2 separate regions of the Gossypium hirsutum genome follow, and region 1 is linked to region 2. The links are chromatin contacts, called in public Hi-C maps. All regions are on one chromosome and are shown on one strand. The core of a region is the stretch at or near the end of the contact, and the rest is flanking DNA. Distances in the headings are between cores, read along the strand shown.

What was found. Hi-C and Micro-C count contacts between places; a contact is called where the count stands out from the background.
Region 1: a contact with region 2 is called in a Hi-C map of leaf, with 4 times the contacts expected there. The contact joins the enhancer-like site here to the promoter of LOC121213668 in region 2. A contact is called at or near these places in 4 of 34 Hi-C or Micro-C datasets (callus, fibers and leaf).

What each region holds. Positions count from the first base shown.
Region 1 is chrD01:46,796,553-46,802,090 of Gossypium_hirsutum_v2.1, forward strand. No RefSeq gene overlaps it. Among protein-coding and RNA genes, the nearest start is that of LOC121214294, 6.9 kb to the left of the region's middle. Within about 2 kb of position 4,124, at least 3 of the 9 cell types and tissues checked have an H3K27ac peak or open chromatin away from gene starts, as enhancers often do. A contact at or near this core is called in leaf, where this site is marked.
Region 2 is chrD01:46,610,142-46,616,023 of Gossypium_hirsutum_v2.1, forward strand. LOC121213668 reads right to left here and starts at 3,980. Exons shown (of 2, transcript XM_041086550.1): 1 at 3,000-3,980; 2 at 2,502-2,864. The coding sequence starts at 3,231. The coding sequence ends at 2,683.

The sequences.
Region 1 (5,538 bases), core at 2,874-5,373, 190 kb after region 2:
ATTTTTAGCTTTATTGAATGTCGATTGCCATTGGAAAGATTAATGGTAAAACAATTCTTGTTGAATCTCCTAAGTTGGTTGCATTTTGTTTGTTGTTTGAAATAGCCCCTTAACATGCAAACTTATATTATTAATTTGTTCGATCTTAGCATTGTATGTGTTGTTTATTTGGGGACGATTGAAATCTGAAGTTTTCATGTTGAATTTCAAAATTTGCACCATGCTAATTGCTGTCCGATTTGGACAAGTCGAATTTGAAGTTGTATGATTAAATCATCTGTTTAATAAGTCCCATTTTTGTTGTCTGAACTAGCCTGTTCATGTTAGATTTTTAGCATTTATACAAGTGTTTAATATGTTCTAATTATTCTATTCGATCAGGCATACAAATATTAAAATATAACAAGTATACAGGTGTTTTTTATTACATATTTATGTTGTCCGAAACAACCCCCATTCATGCAATATTTTAGTATTTACACCAAACATTTACAAATCCTCTTAAGTTGTCCCTAATGCTGCCCTGAGAACTAACACCACTTGGAATTTTCCTGAACTAATTATGTTATGATAAAATTAAATTGAGACGAATATTGTTCATCAAGTGAACTGAAGGTTGTTTGAATGTTGAAATTTTAGCATTTCCCTTATACTTAAATGCGTCTTATTTATACTATAAATCGTGAATGATATAAGTTTTTAATGTTTTTTTAGGTAGCCAAAGTGTCTTAAAAATGAAATTATGTGTTCAAATTATTACTGAGGTCATGCCCAATTTTCCCTATTTTTATGATGCATTAAAGTTGTTTAATGGAAGACATATTTATGGTGGTATGGTTAGTTTGAATTATTCTAATCAGGCTGTTTTGGTGTGATCCAAATTTGCTTATGCTAAATGTTGTGCTTAAATTTAATGTTCTATTTAAGGTGGTCTATGTTGTAAAATTGACAAATTAAATCGAAGAACAACGCAACAACATCAAAAGGGAAAAGGAAAGCGAGAGACGATGACGGGCAATGTGAGCTTTCAGTTTGTATTTATATGACCCGAAACCAATTTAGTTATTATTTATTCATGATATAATGTCTTATACAATATTGAGGTAAATTAATTATAATTATTGAGTGGAATGCTATGGTTGAAATTAATTATCGAGCTAAGGGTTAAATGGGAAAAGAATAGAAAGTTGTATAATTTAATTGTTATATGGAATGGGTTACAAATCTCAATGGTATATAATAGGGTATGTACCTAAAGGAATCTTGTATTTATATTATGTTAAGTTGATGGATATTGTATGATTGAATTGTTTTACTTAGGACAAAATTGGTTATACTATTATTACATGCTTAAGTTATGGAAATACTACTCAGAACTTTACTCAACATCTGGTTTATTTTCTTCGTGCACAAGTTAGATTTACTTCGAGATTTTTTTTTTTTTAGCTTCAACCTCAGCATCCCATCCAAAATCCCGGTATAAAAAATGTTTGGTTGTTCCACCCTTCATTATATTGGCATGTACCTAGTAGGTTGGAGTCCACGGTATTAAATAATATTACAATCAGACTTTGATCTTTATAGTCTAGTACTAATTTATATATATACATATGGTTGCTCGGTTGTATCATATTAGATGCATATAAATAAAACTCGTAATTACTTAAGTATATTTAAGGAATGTATATTCGTATGATTTAGTTAAATTAATTGTATAATTTAGTGGGGAATTATTTATAGTTGCTTCGACAACGATTGTGGCACACTGTAGCTTAGGTTTGACGATCAGATCGAGTATAGGGTGTTACATTTAGTGGTATCAGAACTATAGGTTTAGTCTATTCTCGGACGAAATCAAGTTCAAAAATTTAGTTTTAGAGGTACATGTGAAGGTTGAGACGAGTCTGAGTCGGGAGTGGATGTTGTTGATGATTATTTTGTCTTATACTTAAAATGTCTCATGAGTTATGTAATGATGTAGATTATGTTGTTTGGAAACATTAATCAAAGTGGACCTATTGCTGGAATTTTATTTTTCTTAATACAGAAATTAGGTTATTTTAAAGTTTTAATTGAATAGGGTTTATTGTTGTAAATTATGATGCCTTGATGTTGTGAAATGAGGTGTGTGAGTTAAGTTTTTCTAATGTCGAGTTGATGTTGTCGGTTATTTGCTTTTCATTGTTGATGTAATTAAGTTGTTCAAATTGATGTTTGATATTTTTGGTTAGTGCATGGTTAATTCGGCCCTTTGAGTGCAATAAAATGCTGTTCAAATGGATGTAGCTCGGTTTGTACATGATGAAATTGTTCAATTAGTATTTAGTACAATTCATTTGTGCATCATAATGTTGTTCGAAAATGATGTTTGTTGTTGCTCAATTATTTGTTAAATGATGTTAATGATGGGAACAAGTTGTCTAAATGTCGGTTGATGATGTTTAAATGAATGTAAGTTTATGATGTCGCTAAGTTCTCCTGAGTTTTTATTTATACTTGTTAAATTGTTATAGAGATTTCTGTAGTTTTAGTAGCTGAATATGTTCATAAATCTTCTTGTTTATACAATGTTTTAAGTTAGGTAAGGTTTGATTTTGAGCTTGATTGAATGTCGACTGTCATTGGAAGGATTGATGGTAAATCAATGCTTTTTTGAATCTCCTAAGTTGGTTGCATTATGTATGCTTTTTGAAACAACCCCTGAACATGCAAACTTACATTATTAATTTTTTCGATCCTAGCACTGTATGTGCTATTTGTTTAGGGACGATTGGAATGTGAAGTTTTCACGTTGAATTTCAGAATTTGCACCATGTTAACTATTGTTCGATTTGGACAAGTTGAAAGTGAAGTTGTATGATTGAATCGTATGCTTACTAAGTCCAATTTATGCTATCTGAATCAACCTATTCATGTTAGATTTTTAGCATTTATAAAAGTATTTAATATGTTGTAATTATTTTGTCCAATCAAGCCTATACACATTACAATATAGCAATTATATAGGTGATTTTCATTGCATATTTATGTTGTTCGAAATAACCCCTTTCATGCAATGTTTTAGTATGTACGCCTAACATTTACAAATCATTTTAGGTTGTCCTTAACGCTACCCTGAGAACTAACACTACTCAGAATTTTCCTGAATTGATGATGTTATGATTTGATTTTAAAACCGTATAACCATTTGATTTTAATGGGTTGATATTGTTATTTTTTAATAACAATTTTAAATTTTTTTATAACTTTTTTAAAAAAATTGTTTATAATTTTTATGATTTCTTAAAAAAAGAATTTGAAGGGGCTTAATTGATTGTTTTCAAATTGTTACTAAGGCCTTTTTGACCCTTTACCCTTATTAGTTTAAAAAAATCTAATTTACTTCCAATAAATAAGGTATGGATCAAATTAAATAAATGTGTAAAGGTTGAGGGTTAAAACATAAAACTTTCTTTACTATAAATTAATATACTCATTTTTTAAAGAGAAACTAAAATGGATATAAAAGGTTTTTGTGATAGTTTTATTGAGAATTGAGTAGTATAAATAATAAGAATCACCTCATAAAAAAAAAAAGAAGAAGATTGATTCATTACGGATCAAAATTGAGGAATTTTAATTTTGTTCACGCAAAAAAAAATTCACATATTACTAACAACTGTAGATCATTAAGATACACATTATTGACGAACAATCTTACAATTCAATTTCACAATATAGATATGAATATCAACACTCTTAATTAACCAAGAAATTGTGAGAATTTTTTTAGAAAAGATACCGAAGAGAGCTACTATATTATAGGAAAAATATAAGTAAAATTTACAGTGTTATAACTTGTAAGGGTACAATGGAGATTTTCCTTTTCAACATTAGGAGATTGGTCTATCAACAAAAAATAAATAAAATAAAAATAAAAATTGCTATTCATAATTATGGAACCTGAAGAGAAAATTATTTTGGTTAGAGCCCACACATATCATTTACGCAATAAAACTTTGTTTAAATTCTACCACTAAAACGTCATTCACCTTTCAAATATCACTTTTTAAAATGTGATTGCATGCATTAAATAATGCAGGTGTCAAGTTGATATAATCAAATATTTTACGCTTCATTTGACCAATGTATCAGACAGATTGATTGGGACTCTGGAAAATTATACATGACCCCACCAGGGAAGTCGTTGAGATCTGCCATATTATTTTACTCATTTCTAGATATTGTTGACGTAATAATTTGCGTATAAGACCGAGTAATTTAAATTATAGTAAAATATCCCATTAAATATTAAGTTCAAATGTGGTATAATATCCGAGCTTATATTGAATTTGTTGGATTAAATATTTTTTTTATAATTTTATAAAATACTTGTCAACCTCTTAATTATATTTGTAATATATATATTATTAGTGTATCAAATACTAACTCAATATAAGAACATAAATTTGAATTCTTTTTGAATAAATGAAAGTATCTTTATTTTTTATGGTATTATTAAATGAACATTTAAATATTAAGAATTAAATAATTCACAAAATATATACTTTTTGTTAATTCATATTTTTATTAATAATAATCAGGCTATATTTTTGTAATAATAATAATCATGTTAATCTATACTTTTCAACAAATACAAAACGTCCTTAGTTGAATTTGTGGGCTGATTACATGTATATTTATTTAAACAATAATTTAGCAGAAGTAGAACTTGAGTTTATTTAAAATTAATTCAAAAAAAAAGGATATTTCATATCATAATTTTTTATTATCACAACTTTTAAACAAATTATTAGGTATTATATTATTACACGACTTTAATTCTAACCGATAATACGCCATATTTTTTTATTAATAATAATAATCATGTTAACAATAATTTAAACAATAGTTAAGGTAATTTTTTTTAAAATGGTGTAAAATTAAGACTTAATTTGAATAGAATTTTAAGTATGATATAAAAAAATATTAAAGTTATAAATAAAAGGTCTAATAGTGTAAAAAGTCCTCAAACTTTTTAAAACAAAGTAATTAGCCCTTCTTTTTTTCTTTTGCACTCAATTCAGCACTTGAGCTTTCAAAATGCATCAAAAAGGCAATCAAACTTCTTCAAAAAAAGCAATTAAGCCCCTATTGTTTTTCCTACTCAATTGGGTACTTGAACTTTTAAAATGCATAAAAAAGACCTTCAAAGTTTTTCAGAAAAGCAATTAATCTCCCGCTCTTATTAAAAATTAGAAAAAATAATATAAAAAATAATAAATTTTAAAAAATTTATTAAATTTTAATAAAAATTAAAGAATTTATTAAAAATTATATTTTTTATAAAAATAGTAAAAAAATGTAAAATTTTATAAAAATCATAAAAAATTAACGACCATTAGTTTTGTTTTCAATTAAAGTCATCACTTGTTGGAACAAAGCGTGATATGTGACGAAAAATGATAAAAAATAAAAACAAAATAAAAGTTATAGAAAAATTATAAAATGTTTCTTTTGGTAGGATAATTTTCATAAAACAAATTACAAAATTCATAT
Region 2 (5,882 bases), core at 2,730-5,229:
TTGACAGCGACCTTGGGTTAAATGCAACGTCGACGCTGTTGTGTCACATGATCATGGTTTTACTCGACTTGCTGCTATTATTCGTGAGTTCATTAAAGGTAAAACTCTCTGCTTATCGACAAGGTTGGAGCTTGCTCATGCAGAAGTTATGGCCCTTAGGGAAGCTCTCTCTTAGCTAAAGGATTTGTCTTTTGACCATATTATCATTGAATCCAACTTGTCGGAATTTGGAACTTTCATTTATGATTTTTTTTTTATTTCTTATTGAGATACTAATAAAGCGGGGTATGCTTTAAGTAAGACAACTTTATTATATGTAGGATTTTTCGTCTTATTTTATTTCTAATTGTTTATGCTTTGATAAGCTACTTTTTGTTATTTTTGAAGCTGAAGAAACTACGTTCGAGCATACCGGAGAGGCTTAATGACCGGAATTTTAGTTCTTCCCTTTACTTTTATTTTATTTTTGTTATTTTTATCTTAATTTGCTTTCATATTAATTAATAATTAATTTATACTTTTTATTATTATCATATAATAGTTGGTAATATATTGAAAAATTAATTTGGTAATGTTCAAATAGTAATATAATATACAATAAAACATTTTTATTTGTTCAAAAATAAACTTGTGCTTTTTTACATTATATAGATATATTAAATAATTTTTTTTCTCACTAATCAACTAAATAAGACATAAATAAAAATATGTTACTTTTATAAAGTTCAATTTTAATAAAATTAAAAATTATGAACGAAAACTCAAGTTTAAATTAAACATGATAGACTCCAATATAAACACTTAAAATCCCACAACCTTAGTGGGCTCTCCAAAAACCGATAAGGGCTAATCCTTGTTTTTGAAGGATAAGAATGAGTAATAAAATTAAAATAAAAAATATATTTAGAATGAGCACATTTGTAAGTAACATTCAAATACAATGTTGTAGTGATAGCACATATTTGACTAATGTTTTTATGCTAAATATCGGTTGGATTGTTTCAAATTAACATTTCTTTTATTTTGGTTTGCAAGAAGGCGAGGGCTTTAGGCCGAAACAGCGGCCTGTAGTGGTCGGTTTTCACAAGTGGGCTTACACCAACGAAATCTTTTTTATTATATTCGAGTAAGTCCCACTATTAAGCTTTAAATGGACTTGCTTAAAAGAAAGCTTGCCATGCTGGACTGGACTTCATTTGATATTGAAGATGGATGGTCAACATAACTTCTGAAAAGTTCCATTCCATTTGATTCTCCAAACATTTTTGTGTAGGCTCCACGTTATTAGAAGATATTAATGCATAGATGCACATTGAAGGCAACTGAGCGGCCACGCTCCATTTGCTTTTCTTGAAAACGACAGTACTGAAAAGGAAAGAAGATGGAAAGGGAGACCCCGCTGGCCGTAGCTATATGATAACCCCAACAGTGTGCGATAGGGACAATTATCATCTCTCTTCTTTTTTGGCAACTTGTCCAAATGCTAAATATAAAACGTGCCACCTTACAACTAGTGTTCAATGCTAGCATGGACCCCGTTTTCTAATCCCAGCTCATGAAAACTTCTCACTTGAATATTGAATTTAACAATTATTTCCATATTGAATTTTTTTAATCCAAATTAGCACTTAAAAGCTGTGATAACAATGGCAAAGTTCAAACTTAAATAGTGATTTAACGCGATTATTAATGCATAAATAAAATAATTAGGGGAAAAATCTGCCAAAAACCATGAGGTTACCTTGCACATATACAAAACCAAGTTGCATATTTCAACTAATAACGTGTGACCAAACATGTATTGAACAAAAGAAAGTAGACCCTAGTCCATATTTCTTACATATTGACAAGATTTTGAGCCCATTTGTGCTCCCACCCAAAGCAGCCTTTTTAAGTTTGAAAGAGGAGAAAAAAGGTTGTGCAACGACAAAGACCTACTCCTTTAAAGTCGATAATTATAACAGAACATTAGCCGCTTATTTCGCCTCACCGAACATCTAATTATTCAAAAGACCCTTCAGAAAGTGCCACACAACCAGCTCCTCAATAATACACTTTTAATTAAGTGGTTTGATTTTGGGTCTTAAGTTCAATAAAAAGAACCAATTCCTAAGAATAAGCATCCATCAGGCGATAATGTTGAATAGAATTCTTAAATTGGTCATAGTCTGAATGATTCAGTCCATCCATCATGTCCTATATATTTCTAGCCATATCCAATTCCCAAATCAAAATCCTTGAAAGCAACTTGCAATATTAAGGGCAAGTCAGAAGAACATTTCAAGCAATGGATATAAGCTACTGAAAATACATGTTTATGGACAATTCAGAACAACTTTTTGAACACTGGGTGTAAGCCAAACCTTACGTAGAGTATGAGATTAATAGAATCATCCATCAAAAGCCATTCAACAATAGAACGCAACACTTTCAAAGACAGAAATGGAAAATCAAGCACACCATGAATGTTCTCTTCATTCTTATCGCATAAGGCAAAATACTGAAAAACAAGTTCCAATTTATTCCTGCAGGTCTTTTCTCACCTAAATGAGAAATAAGGTGAAAAACATAAGCAACACTCTACCATGGCCATTAATGATAATAGACTAACTTTCAATGCTTTATTTATAAATAAAGCTAACCCAAGAAATATAGGATCATAAAGGGTTGGGAATTATTTAATTAATGGGAGGAAATCTTGAGATTGAGGGATTTATTAAACCATGCCTTCCAATTCCCACTTGCCTTCCTATTAATTGATTCAGCTGCCTTCCCGTCGTCTTTCACTTTCTCAGTCCTTTGCTTCTTGCACAGCATGAAATTCCTTGCCCCTTGTGATCCAATTGTCTCCCATGGACTTAGTGCTGCAATGAAAAAACATACCAAACACCCAAAATCATGAATACTACTAATTTTCCCAAATAAAACACCATTTAACATCAAATAAGCAAATCCTGGAAATTTTTAATCTTTAAAGATTGAAATGAAAACCGACATACCATCTGATCCAGCACTGGGGCAATAAAGGAGGAAATCATTAAGATTGGATCCGAGAACAGGAAGCCGACCCTCACGAGCGTAGGATTTCAAAGCAGTATCAATGACGGCAGCAACGAGCTCTTCCTCGTTAACAACAAAACGGATCGGCCCAGCACTTCCGAGAACAGTGACGCTAATCAAGAGCCTGTTGCCCTTGGGACCCTGGCTCTTCTTCTGCTTGTAAAGCAACATTCTTTCAAAAAAATTTTGTTCAAAATTCAAAATGAAAAAGAATCAAAACCAAAAACAGGCGAATGAATAATTCACCAACAACCGAGAAAAGAGAAACAAGGGTTTGTTTTGTTATTTTGTGGGGCGTATAACAAAAAAAAAACCAAATCTGGGTTATTGGTGGAAAGGAATAGAGGTATTGAGGTGGGGTTGTTTATGGGTCAAGGCCAAGGCAGCGGTAGTACCAGCCTTCTTTGCAAGAACCGAATGCGAAAGCAGAAGCAGCGGAAAGAGGAAGGAGAGTGCTCGCCCTCGATTTGCAAAGGGAGAGCATCAATATACTACAGCTCCAAATTGTTTCCACCATTCACAAAAATACCAAAAGATCAATGGTTTGATTCCAACAAAAAGGGAAAAAGAGCCAGAAAAAAAAGAAGTTCTGGGACGCAGATTTCGACGAAAAAAGGAGAGGAATTTTAGTGGTTGTAGGTAGAAGGTGTGGGAAGCGTTTGGGGGTATTTAATAGAGGAACAAAACAAGGAAAATGATTAGGGTAATTCAGGTTGAGGTGGTATATGAGCCTTATAGAGGGGAGGCAGGAAAAGGGTTTCTTTCTCTCTCTTGCCGTAGGGTTGCACTGTATATATATATAAGGAAGTTGTTATTTCCGTATAGAGTTAGCATTTGGGTATATTTACGCGTTCATCGCTCCTTGCCCACCAAGCCACCTATTCGTTCGCAACCGCCATATTCTCCTCCTCTTTCTTTCTACAACAATAATATTCAATTTGTTTTATTTTTATAAATAAAGTTTCTTTCAAGATTTTTCCATTAAATTAGTCATATATGTCAATTTTTTATTTAGTTTTTTTAGGTAATTTTTCTAATTTAGGGAAACAGGTCGTTCTTTAGAAGAGAAATGGAAAACGTGATCAGTTAAACGCGTTTTCCTATCAGTTATACAAAAAGCTCATCCGTCAACAATTAATTCCAGCGGCTTTTTGAACGTTGGCTTGCAACGGTAAAAAGATTTAAAGGGCTCCAACGGTAATTTTTTTCTACAAATACCATGCAATTTTAATTTTTTTTCTCTCAAATCCAACTCTCTCAATTTTAGCTTGGAAAGATGTTCTACAAATACCATGGCTTTGCAACTCGATTTATCGGTGGATAGGTCAATCATCACGGGGTCAACGATCATTCCCGATAAAGAGAACCTTTGTGAGGCATTTTTGGGAAAGATCCTGAACAAGTTTCAAGGTGGTCGAATATAGATGAAGTGGTTGGAAACCAATTTCAAAGAGCTTCCTCCGAACGCGATCAACGTCATCAAAGAACAATGTGCCCGAGCATTCATCTGAGGTTAATTGGGGGCATTTTAATGCATGATAAATCTTAAATTTTGGTACGCTGGTGGCTACTAAACCTAGCTGACTTCAAAGAATACACACGACTGAGTTAGGGATCAATCGTGTTGGCCACGTTGTACCAAGATTTGTGTCAGGTGACGAAACCGGATAAGATGTCAATCGGTGGTTGCCTACTCCTGCTGCAGTCGTGGGTGTAACACCTTATAACCTAGCCTAGAAGTTTGGACCGAATCTTAGAGGTTACATTGATCATCGAAGTGATCGAAAATAATTTCACAAACGTTTAATCATTTTAAATAAAAAATTCTCAAGATGCATTAAAGCGTTCGGAAACTTAATTCCGTAGTTAAAAAAAACAAATTCAATCTAAAATAGCATTATGCAGAAATCCGCATAAAACCCTTTTTTCGCAGTTCTTAAAATTAATACAAACCAAAACAATCTAACAAGACTTAAAAATTGGGGAAGGAACCAAATGGCTCATTTTAAAACATATCCTTCTAAGACCTCCGGCATGCTGAGTCTAACATTAGAAAACAGAAATGTACCTGGAAGGGGAAACACTAAGGGGTTGAGCTACACGAGCTCAGTGTGAGTTCAAAACGTATCTAACAACGAAATTACAGATCAGAAACTAAATAGTAGTTCGATAACGAAAAGTACTTACAAAGATACACAAAAACAGAAAGCAAACTCGAAACCAATGTCCCAAACAAACGTAACAGTCAAAGCATCCAAATTACACACAGAATACTCAACAGATAAACCCGTTAACGGGTCGATACAAAAATACTAATCATCACAATCCAAAATGTCACTACGCTAACACCTCCATGCACACAAAATCGGTCATAAATGTTAAAACGAACAGGTAGATTATAAACAAGTAGCTCACATCCAGATGCATATGAATGCAACCAAAACACCTCTCCATCCCCGATCACACCCCAAAAGAGCTGTTTAAGCTCATCCAACCAAATACACCATATAGGACCTTGTATATGGACTAAGCCACTCAAATAATAATATGCAGCAAGACTGGCATATATGTAGTACAGTGCAATGCGATAACCCACTGTAAAGACATGTTGCAGCTTAAACTGCCAAATCAGATAATAGTACGCAACAAAGCTGACGTACATACGGTACAGTGTGGTAAACCGTTGTACGAATAAGTTGCAGTAAAACTGCCAGATCAGACCAGAATCAGTCTTCCTTCTCTTCACAACCAACCCTAAAATTACTTTATGCAAGTGTGTGTGTATGCTTACAACCTCACAAAAACAATGAACACGTCGAAAA